Linked DNA regions of Pan troglodytes: region 1 is linked to region 2. A link is a contact called in public Hi-C data. All regions are on one chromosome and are shown on one strand. The core of a region is the stretch at or near the end of the contact, and the rest is flanking DNA. Distances in the headings are between cores, read along the strand shown.

Evidence for each region. Hi-C and Micro-C count contacts between places; a contact is called where the count stands out from the background.
Region 1: a contact with region 2 is called in a Hi-C map of stem cell-derived neural progenitor cells, with 5 times the contacts expected there. The contact joins the promoter of LACTB2 here to the enhancer-like site in region 2. A contact is called at or near these places in 2 of 7 Hi-C or Micro-C datasets (induced pluripotent stem cells and stem cell-derived neural progenitor cells) and 1 of 1 datasets of contacts at active chromatin or transcription factors (stem cell-derived excitatory neurons).

The regions. Positions count from the first base shown.
Region 1 is chr7:79,302,764-79,308,746 of NHGRI_mPanTro3-v2.0_pri, reverse strand. It overlaps LACTB2 (lactamase beta 2), which reads left to right and starts at 1,901. Exons shown (of 7, transcript XM_016959565.3): 1 at 1,901-2,259. The coding sequence starts at 2,138. It also overlaps a transcript of XKR9 not described here.
Region 2 is chr7:78,782,472-78,787,717 of NHGRI_mPanTro3-v2.0_pri, reverse strand. It overlaps NCOA2 (nuclear receptor coactivator 2), which reads left to right. Exons shown (of 23, transcript XM_054656809.2): 12 at 3,611-3,821. Among named protein-coding and RNA genes, the nearest start is that of PRDM14, 74 kb to the right of the region's middle. Within about 2 kb of position 3,542, at least 9 of the 24 cell types and tissues checked have an H3K27ac peak or open chromatin away from gene starts, as enhancers often do. A contact at or near this core is called in induced pluripotent stem cells and stem cell-derived neural progenitor cells, where this site is marked.

The sequences.
Region 1 (5,983 bases), core at 652-3,151, 520 kb before region 2:
TCACATATTCTCATTCATACGTGGGAGCTAAAAAGTTTATCTCAGCCAGGCATGGTGGCTCAAGCCTGCAATCCTAGCACTTTGGGAGACCAAAGCAGGGGGATCACCTGAATCGCTTGAGTTCAAGAGTTCAAGGTTACAGTGAGCTATGATAGTGCCACTGCACTGCAGCCTGGGTGAAAGCCAGACCCTGTAAGTAAATAAGTAAGTTAAGTAAGAAAATTAATTAAGCCAAAGAATAAAAGAAGGGGAGTGCCCAGATTCTCAGGAATCTGGTCCAGAAATTACTGTTCCATCCTCTTCTCCAGGGTTCACTGACTTTCCAGCAGAGTTCTTAAAAAGGGAAGATGTGCATAGCTTCCTGCCTGAATAGCCATTAATTGATGGCTATGATAAATACATATTGACAGATTGAAATGCCTGATGTAGGAGATTTGGTTACTTTAAGTATTTTTTTGAAGGGTATACTGTTTAACTTCCCATTGCAACAAGGGATAACTTATATGATTATTTCAGCGATGATTTTTTGAATATTTTTCCATTAAAAGTACAACTGTGTGAAACAAGGCAAAGACATTTCTCACACACAAAGCAGATGTCATTAGCCACTCTGATACACTATGCTGCTGATTCATAAAATAGGTAAGAGCATATCGTTTTCTTCATCAGAAATATCTGGAAAAAAAAAAGCCACCAAGCACTGTATGTGTCAATTTCTCACCTTTAAAAAAAAAAAAAAGAGTGGGCTGCTACAGTGGATATGTTCTACATCTCTTTGGGGCAGTGATTACATACAATTGTCATAACTCGATGGAACTGTCTACAGGATCTGTGTATTTTCTTTTAAGTAATTTATAACTCAACTTTTTTTATGGGAAGCTGTAGTTAACACTGGATAGTTAATACTTGGCTGATTAGAAACCGACTTGTTACAGAGAAAATGAGTCCCTTCCATCTTGGGCACAAAACGGCTCCACAAGACCAGCCTAGCTCTCTGGGCAGGCGGGTAACACTGGCAAGCAGAGGCATGCTCCTTGAATCTCACTGAGGGGGACAAGTGTTAGTGCGAGGCAGGTAGGAGCAAGGCCGCACACGCAGACTCTGTCATCTGGGCAGCCGCCCAATCCCCGTTTTTCATTTGTAACAAAAATAGTGTCCACCTCTTAATAATGTTCTGAGGATTAAGGGCGTTAAGTCGGATGTTTGTAGAAAGCACTTAGGCATAGTAGGAAGTACTAAGTAAATATGTCTTACCACTATTTATTATAAAAGATGAACAGGCTGGCCCGGCGCGGTAGCTCACGCCTGTAATCCCAGCACTTTGGGAGGCCGAGGCGGGCGGATCACGAGGTCAGGAGATCAAGACCTTCCTGGCTAACACAATGAAACCCCGTCTCTACTAAAAATACAAAAAATTAGCCGGGCGTGGTGGCGGGCGCCTATAGTCCCAGCTACTCGGGAGGCCGAGGCAGGAGGATGGCGTGAACCCGGAAGGCGGAGCTTGCAGTGAGCCGAAATCGCGCCACTGCACTCCAGCCTGGGCGACAGACCGAGACTTCGTCTCAAAAAAAAAAAAGATGAACAGGCTACTACTACTACTACACACACACACACACACACACACACACACACACACACACACACAGAGAGAGCCACTGCCTAAAAATCTGGCAATCCTTCCTGAGATTTATTACTGAATAACGAACGGTTACCAAACCTGTCTCCCAAATCACAAGACTCTTCCAGATTAAAATGTCTCTCGCCCACTTGGATCCACTCGCCTGTCTAGGACACAAACCCGTGAGGCACCAGCCCCCGTGACAGAGGCAGATTCCAGCTTCGCCTCACGCCACCTCACGCCTCGCGCCAGCCTTCCCACCACTGCCCGCGCAGCCCGCGCGGCGTCACGTGACCTCTGGTTCCGCACCGCCCCCACCCCACCCCCCGGCCGAGCTGCCGGATCCCCGCCCCGGCTCGCCCGCGGTGTCACATGACACTTGGACCAGCCGCTGGCCAATCCCCTCCCTCCCGGGTTGCGAGGCATCACGTGGACGCTACTCGCTATCCCCGGCCTGTTGGCTTCTTCCGCGCTGGAGTATCCAGATAGGCGACACGCCGGCGGGCGGCTGAGGCGGGAATGGCTGCTGTACTGCAGCGCGTCGAGCGGCTGTCCAATCGAGTCGTGCGTGTGTTGGGCTGTAACCCGGGTCCCATGACCCTCCAAGGCACCAACACCTACCTAGTGGGGACCGGCCCCAGGTAAACGTCCCTCTCCAACCTCCCCAACGTTCGCAGCCGGCCCCGGAGCCCGGGCTTTGACTGATCGCGGCTGCGCGGGCAGTGGGGAGCGCCGCGTCCTGTCCCTAGCTGGGCAGCCCCGCGCCTAGCAGCCCCGTCGAGACTGCACGCAGACACTCAGATCTCGAAGCTAGCTAAAATACGACCACCCCAGGTGATAGCTCTCTAATTTAGGGAGAAATGGAAAAAAAAAAAAAAAACCAACTTCTGTTTTGAAACCCGATTTACTGTTCTTGATGTTTGAATGCCAGGGTGTGCGTGTTTAAACTGTTGAGAAAATTCGGATGTCAAGAGTCCAAGAAAGCGTTTACTTTGCTCACTTGACTTTCACTGGTGTTTTGCCCAGAGTGTAACTTCCCTTCTCAAAAGCGATTAATTATGTTGAGGCGATTTCCTCAACTCAGCAGCAGAGGGCAGGATTCTCCTGGCTTCCAAATTGGTTCTCTGCAGCCTGTGGGCTCATAAGAGGAGCTGACATAAGTAATTTGGGGAAGTTTTTTGTTACAATTGTGTGTGACCTTGTTTGAGTTTAATTTGCAGACACAGTAACACACCTGTATTTCTAAGAAGATACTTTTGCTCTTGTTTAGCTGCATTCTGTTTTAGTGGAATTATGCAGGAATGGGAGATTTGGTTTACTGCATAGTAAGTCTTAGGCATTTAGCAACTTTTGTAGTCTTTACTGGATGAACCCAGATAATGTAGTTTCTCTTGAGCATAGAATTTAATTGTGCAGTCAAGACATAAATTATGTTTAAAATATAATTGATTACTAAAAACGATTTAGTAAGTACAGTTAATTGAGTTTTCCTTGGAAGTGTCTACTGTTTGGCGTTTTTCCAGTAAATAAGAATTTTAGAAGCAGCAGACCTGCAAAGTGGGCAGGTAAAAGATTAAGTTAAGAGTAAATAAGGCAGGGTCAGGTAGTTACCAAAGGTTTAGGCTGCCACCAGAATCTAGGAGGATAGAGAATTAAGCAGGAAAAATGCCAGATCTCTAGGGTACAGTCTGTCTTGGCTGGAAGTCCCTCAACCAAGTAAATCCATAGGCGGTCTCTCTACAGTGTGTTATCTTAAACTAGTCAATACCTCAGACAAAAGATGCATATTATCAGAATTACCCTGGAAAGTCTCTTAGAAGAACACCATGTTGGAGATCAGTGTATTGTCTCAGTAAGTTCAGCACAACCTGCTTTTTTTCCAGCATTGAAACAGATGGCTGAATCTGTTTGAAAACCAGGTGAAGAAATTGGCTTGTGTTTAGGGGCTATATTGTATGAAAAATACATACTGTATCTTTAAACACTAGAATCACACTCAACATAGCAAAGTGCTAGTGCTAAGAGAGACTTAAAGACTAACTGAGGGAAAAGCAGATTTATAGTCTCTCGTCTTAAATTACTTAACACTGTTGCTCACGTAAATTAATGGAGTGGAATGGCCAGTGGAATTACTTGCACTATGTAAATTATTTCTCCATATAGTTGAACTAGAGAGTCCATATAGTTGAGCTAGAAATAAGTGTAGATAATGCTACTGTATAAAGTAAAAGATGTAAAGTAAAAGGTGGCTAGAAGTTAATATTAATTGGCCCCTTGTCAGATGTTCTGAGATTGGTATCCACCTGTTCCGCTTCACAAAACAGTTCTAAGATCACAAGCGGCTTTTGTATCACTAACCCCAATGGTATTTTTCTGTTCTCATCTTCCTTGAACTTCAGTGCTTTGACACCATTGACGACTCCCTCCTTAATTTGCCAACACCACATTCTTCAGGTTTCCTATTACCTCTTCAGCTGCTCTTTCTCTTTCACCTTGATAGAGTCACCTTCTTTATCAAATCTTTATTTTAGTTATTCAGTATATAATCCTCATCTCTCATGTTCTTCTACTGTATTCTCTACCTAGGTGATCTCATCTACTTATTTGGCTTTGCCTTTATTATCTGTTTATTATTAACTACCAAATATATAGCTCAAGTTCAAATTCCAAACTTGATCTTCAGACTCAAGTAGCCAACTTTTAAATCTATTTGCATGACTCACTGCTGCCAGGAACTCAGTGTTTTCCATACTGAACTCATAACCTTTCCAGAAAACTGCCAGGTCCTCCTCCAGTTGTTCATATCTTGATAAACAAAGCCATCAAAGGAAATGCCTAAATACCCTTCCTGACATTTATTTGCTTCCTACTGCATATCCAAGCCATTATGAAGATCTGTTCATGTCCCCTGCTGTCACTCAGTCCAAGCCAGCACAACTCTTGCTTAGGCTACTGTAATAGCCTCCTAATTGGCTTCTGTACGACTACCTCTGTCTCTCTTCAATCCAATCTTCCCTTTGTAGCCTGAGTGGTATTTTAGGAATTAAAACTGGAAGGCCTTGTGTATTCTGGCCTCCATCAGTCTTATCAGGCTCCTCTCAAACCTCTCCCACTCCAGCCATGCTGGCCTTCTAGTGTCTCAGATGAGGTTTGTGATTCCCTGTCTCAGGGCCTTCACGCATGCTTTCCTCTTTCTTCCACTCATTCCTCCCTTCTTTACCCAGCTAATCTCATTCGTCCTTTAGAGCACAGTTTAAATACCATTTCCTCATGGAAGTCTTCCCTGACCCATCAGACTGTATTAGGGACACTCCATACTTTTCATGGTCCTTATCTCAATGATAATGAAATGATTTTTTTGTACAAGAAGCTTAGTGTCTTTCCACACCTTCATACCCCACTATAACATCAGTTCAGTGAAAGCATATTCATGGCTATATCCCCAGCACCTAGCACAGAGCCTTGTACACAGTTCAGGTAGAACAGTAAACAGTTGCTGAATGAATGAGCATTCTGTACATTTTCTCTTAATTTTCACTATTATGACTCCAGAACTGCTGGATAACTACAGTTTTAGCTGGTCTTCCTTCCTCATCTGATCAGCCCATGGAAGCCAAATGAATTTCACTAAAACACTGCTAGACCTAACTGTGATGCTTAGTACATACTCAATAAGCATTTGAATCAACAAATGACAGCCAAATTGTCCAGTGTTTTTACTTTCCTCCTCTGCTTAAGAACCTTTAAAAACTGCAATTTTAACCTTTCCTATCAAAATTGTACATACTTTGTGGGCAGACAGTGTGGCTGATAATAGAAAAAGGTAGTCAAGTGGAATAGAATTAAAACTCTGGACTCTGGTTACCTCGATTAGAATCCTGGTGCCATTTACTAGCCATATGACTTTGGACAAGACAGTTCTAAGCTTCAGATTCCTGATACAACCCAATGAAGGTTGTATAGTACCTACCTCATTGGATTTTATAAGGATTCAGTGAAATTTAAGTGAAAAAACATATATGAAAAGCACTTAACAAGTTCTAGCACGTGGAAAACATACCATGTTAGCCATTATTTTTATCACTTCTGCTTTCCTCATAACATCTAGATAACACTGTGCTCATAGTAGGTGTTCAGAAAATATCTAATGATTTTATAAGAGTGACAGCAAATAGAGACCAGTTAATAGCTATCTTAATATTGACATGAAATACCTATAACAAGGAATTTGATTCTACTAATTTTCCATCAATTAAAAATTTTTTTCTCCATTCATGTAGCAAACAGTTATTGTGTGCCTACTATGTGCCAGGCACTTTGCTCTAGTGAATAAATCGTTCATAGACCTATACAGATTCATCTATA
Region 2 (5,246 bases), core at 2,293-4,792:
AAAGCATTTTAAAGGAAGGCATTAATCTTTTTGTCTTGTAAAGAAATTGTGCCTAACAAAGTGGATAGAGACTAGAAGAACTTCTGATGAGAATTAAAGCCTACAAAAATTGAGGGGAGAAAATTTTTTAACAGAAACTTAATGTGATCAAATTTATTCCTTCCAAAACTTACATGAATACAGAAAAAAAAAAATTCTGTAGTCATCAAATGTTACTGTTAACCTGAGGGGTATAGATATTCTGAACTTTATCTCCTTGAAGAAGAACATGTAAAGTGAACTTACGACAATTAATGTTAAATGTGTACTCCATAAATTGACAAGGAATAAACACAGGCAAAGCAATATTATCTCTAGTTGGGAAAACTTCATAGTGCATTTTTCAGATGCCAAGCTTGAATGAATTCAAATAGTGTTCATAGTTTTAAGCCTTCATAGAACTAGTTCCTTTTGATACTAAGAAGATCCTGAATGGCTTTCTTAAGAAAAATGTATTTAGGCCGGGCGCGATGGCTCACACCTGTAATCCCAACACTTTGGGAAGCCAAGGCAGGCAGATCATCTGAGGTTGGGAGTTCAAGACCAGCCTAGCCAACATGGTGAAACCCCATTTCTACTAAAAATATGAAAATGAGCCAGGTGTGGTTGTGCACACCTGTAGTTCCAGCTGTTGGGGAGGCTGAGGCAGGAGAATTGCTTGAACCTGGGAGGCGGAGGTTGCAGTGAGCCTAGATTACACCACTGCACTCCAGCCTGGGTGACAGAGTGAGACCTTGTCTCCAAAAAAAAAAAAAAAGGAAAAGTGTGAGTCTAGACTGTTCTTAATATATATTGTCAAAAGTTCCTTTTACATATGTCTGGGATTGGAAGCAAATATAAATGTATCCATTGAGAAATAACATACTTTACTTTTATTGTTTACATGGACCTATTTATTTTGCATATTTCTCTTAAAAGTAATCTGCAGAGCTTTCTCAAGAGGCAACTCATCACTTATTATAGCCCACCTCCCTCACCCCCACACATGGAGCTTCTACCTTTTAAAAATGCTCAACACAGGACAACATTGTAGTAGGGAAACTGGTTTTCATAGAACAGATATAACCTTCTCAGTTTATTAGAGGCTTTTTCTGATCTATCTTCATGACAAGTGTAAGGAAATTTACCACACATTTTTATGAAACATTTTCTGAAAAAGCAATGGAAATTATAGGAATTCCTATGAAAAGAATTACTGATTTGGGGAAGATTTTTTCAAGTTTGTGTTAATATGATTAAAAGAAATCATCGTGTTGACTCAGTGCCCATTACTTAGTTCTAGGCACTGTCCTTGGAGGGCAATCTATGTTTATACTGAGAATAACAGTTTATACCTTATGCATTCAGCAAAACATGATAAAGAAGATTACAGTGGAGTCAACTTTACATATGTATTTTAAGTACATAAAGTCAGTTTTATGTTCCTGGAAGAACAGATGGTTATTAAATGGTTATTTCAGTAGTATGAGCAGTTTTGCCCACCATTGAACTCAATGAATACCTGCCGTAGTGGAGTGATCATGAGGTGGGTGACATGACTTTGCTGGGTTTTGGTTCCCTTGTGGCTCTAATAGTGTGAACATGTACCTATGGGCTTTTTAAATGCAGTATGGCCCCTACATAAACTACTTCACTTAGGACTCAGCCAAAGAAATAGTAATTTGCTGCCACTCTGGAGGAAAGACTGTTGCTGTTGGAGGAGATAGTCAGTGCGGTGCCTTCCTACAGAGCTTTAAGGATAATTTGACCTGTCTGTGACTGTTGGTACTTTAGGATGCTAACTTTGGAACCCAGCTCTTAATTCATAACTGACTCTCCTGTATTAGATACCTCCCTCTTTTGTTACAATTGAGTGGCTAAACTAGCTAAAAAATGGTCTTGTAATTGCTCTAACAATGCGTTAGGAAAATGGATCTCCCAATCATTGCTAAGCTAGTTGTCTCTGAGAAGAACCAAATAAAATCTCACTTCATTCTATTCTTCCTAACTTGAGAAATATTTCCAATCAAAAAACATCTCATATGGATGTTAAATTTGCTGTAAGTTGCAAAAATCTTAGCATATCCAACCTCTGCATGGGGAGGAATTGTATGTCAGATAAAAATGTAAGCCATCCTGCTTTCAGTGTAACTCATTATTAGACGTACGCCATGTATTTCATTTGATTTGCCAGTGTAGATGAAAGGAATAGTTGTGGTCAAGGATTCAAAGTCCAATGACTGAGGAAACTAACTTACGTTTTCCACTTACACATCAAGAAAATCGTTCGTACTACTTTCTGCACTAGAAAGCAATCCTAGCATGCACTATCTGATTTTAAATATCTGGCACATAGATAGGTTATATTTAAAAGAATATCTGTAAAATCTAGAATAAATTCCAGTTTAGCTTCCTAGCAGAAAAGTGCTAAGTGTGAAATAGTGGTGATACTTAGCTTATGTTAGTGCTTGAATTTTGTTTTTTTTTTTTTTAATGGAAGAGAAAACTTAAAAACATTTTTTATGGCTTCTGTAGACAGGCACGGTGGCACTCTCCTGTAATCCCAGCACTTTGGGAAGCTGAGGCAGGAGGATTGCTTGAGCTCAGAGACCAGCCTGGGCAACAAAATGAGACCCCCATCTCTAAAAAAAAAAAAAAAATCAAAAAATTAGCCAGACATGGTGGTGGTGGTGCATGCCTGTGGTCCCAGCTACTGAGGAGGCTCAGGTGGCAGGATCACTTGAGCCCAGGAGATCAAGACTACAGGGATGAGTGTTTGCGCTACTGCTCACCAGTCTGGGTGACAGAGCAAGACCCTTTCTCAGAAAAAAAAAAAAAAAAAAAAACATTTTTATAGCTTCCGTATAATTAGGTTAATAGTGCTATGTTTGGGGGGCAACCAGTTTTTATCCTGCTTCCCTACCTTTGTTACCTAAGCTGGCAAAAGACTGGGAAAGCCATTGTCATTCAAAATTGAAAGTCCAAGCAGAAAAAAAGGACTACTCAAATTGAAAAGGCAGTGCTTAGTTCATGGATGCTTCAAGCTTATTTTGCTTCTCTCTCCCCACCCCTGTGTTCTTTTAAAGATTAAAAAAAAAAAATCCTGAAGGGAAATGACTGTTTGTTAAATACTGATTGGGTGCAAATTTGGATTACATTATATGCCAGTTTTTTGTTGTTGTTATTTCTTAGGGAGTTTTGACGATAAAACCTAGACCTGGACCAAAGTCATAGTCTATTCATAATTAATTGGAAATATATATTCTTATGATTAATTGAATGATAAGCATAAAATAAAGGAGAATTTATAAATTGCCAATAAATCACAATGCTGGAAGAGAGCTTTCTTTCTAATTCAGCCATCTCTTTTTATAGATGAGGAAATTGAGGACCAAGAGATTAAATTACTTGTCCTTTGTTAACCTAATTTTTTAAAAGATGATCAATTATCTGTTAGGCCTGTGGTATGCAGGAATCTACCTATTTTATTTGGCTGTGGTGCCTTATGGCAGTTAGGTCAATGATTGCAAATGGGCTTGTGGTGTCTACTCTTAGAGTAGACTGGATAAACTCTTCTGTTTGTCAACTACAGCCTGGCAGTGAGCTGGACAACTTGGAGGAGATTTTGGATGATTTGCAGAATAGTCAATTACCACAGCTTTTCCCAGACACGAGGCCAGGCGCCCCTGCTGGATCAGTTGACAAGCAAGCCATCATCAATGACCTCATGCAACTCACAGCTGAAAACAGCCCTGTCACACCTGTTGGAGCCCAGAAAACAGCACTGCGAATTTCACAGAGCAGTGAGTATGAGAAATGGCTGGTTATGCCAAGAAATTTCCATATAATCACTATCAGAAACAGGGATTATTGAAGTCTGATGCAACCAGCTTAGTCACTTTAAGGTTTTTGTGATCAAATAGCACCATCTACTGTCCTGGTCTTTTGAAACAATATTCAAAATGGTTCTCTCACATTCTCTTGTGGGTTAATTTAATCGGCACTGGACAGGGAGACTGACCTACATTGATGAAGTTCTTCAACTGATTGTCATATTTCCCTTCATTTCAGTGACTGCCTTCAGACATGGAGTTTATCCTGGATTTTATGTGTTTAATAGACAATGAAATACTGAAATATATAACATTTGGGAGCTATGCTGACTTTTTAGGGATAATACACTATTTAAAAATATTCTACTCTCCCAAACTGCTCAGCTGGTAGTAACAAAAAATAAATTTAAAAAAAAATAATAAAATATTCTACTAAAAGTATTTATACATGAAAGGGCTACATACATTAAAAATCTTGCCCTATCTCAGGAATCTTCATATAAACATCACTTGACGTGGAACTTTACGTTTCTAAATGTATTCTAAGTTAAGTTGTCTGTTTAGAAAAAACATCTTTTATCTTTTCATTTTAAAGTTTTGTAAGCTTAGGATAAACTTGTTTACTATGAACACTCAGTTTACAAACTTGATTAATACCTGAAGTTGTCTGATAATCTTGAATGGAAGAAAGTATTTGTTATGTAGCAAGGCCATAATTTATGAAAGATAGATAACCTCTTCAGCGTTAAATTGGCAAAACAGAGTGATTTTTCCTTTTCAGATACAATTTGAGCCAATACCTGGCATTTGTTCTCAGATCAAAAATGGCAACCATCAGTCAAATCATAGAACATCTTTCATTGCTAGGTCTTTTCTCAAGTGATTTCTGACCATTCTGAAATAGGAAAAACAAAAGAAAGATGAGTTTGGGCCGGGCGTGGTGGTGGGCGCCTGTAATCCCAGCTACTCGGGAGGCTGAGGCAGGAGAATTGGTTGAACCCGGGAGGCGGAGGTTGCAGTGGTCCAAGATTGCGCTGCTGTACTCCAGCCTGGGCGACAGAGCGAAACTCCATCTCAGAACACACACACACACACACACACACACACACACACACACGAAAGATTTGCATGTGACCTCTCAAAACTCACTCTTTCTTGGGCAATGGAGAGTTAATTGTGGATCATGGGAGATCACGAAGTCAAAAGAGTTGAGAATTGGGTAAGAAACACACTAGACAGGCTGGGCGCGGTCGCACGTGCCTGTAATCCCAGCACTTGGGGAGGCTGAGGCAGGTCGATCACCTGAGGTCAGGAGTTCAAGACCAGCCTGGCCAACATGGTGAAACCCCATCTCTACTACAAAAAATTTGCCGGGCATGATGGTGGGCGCCTGTA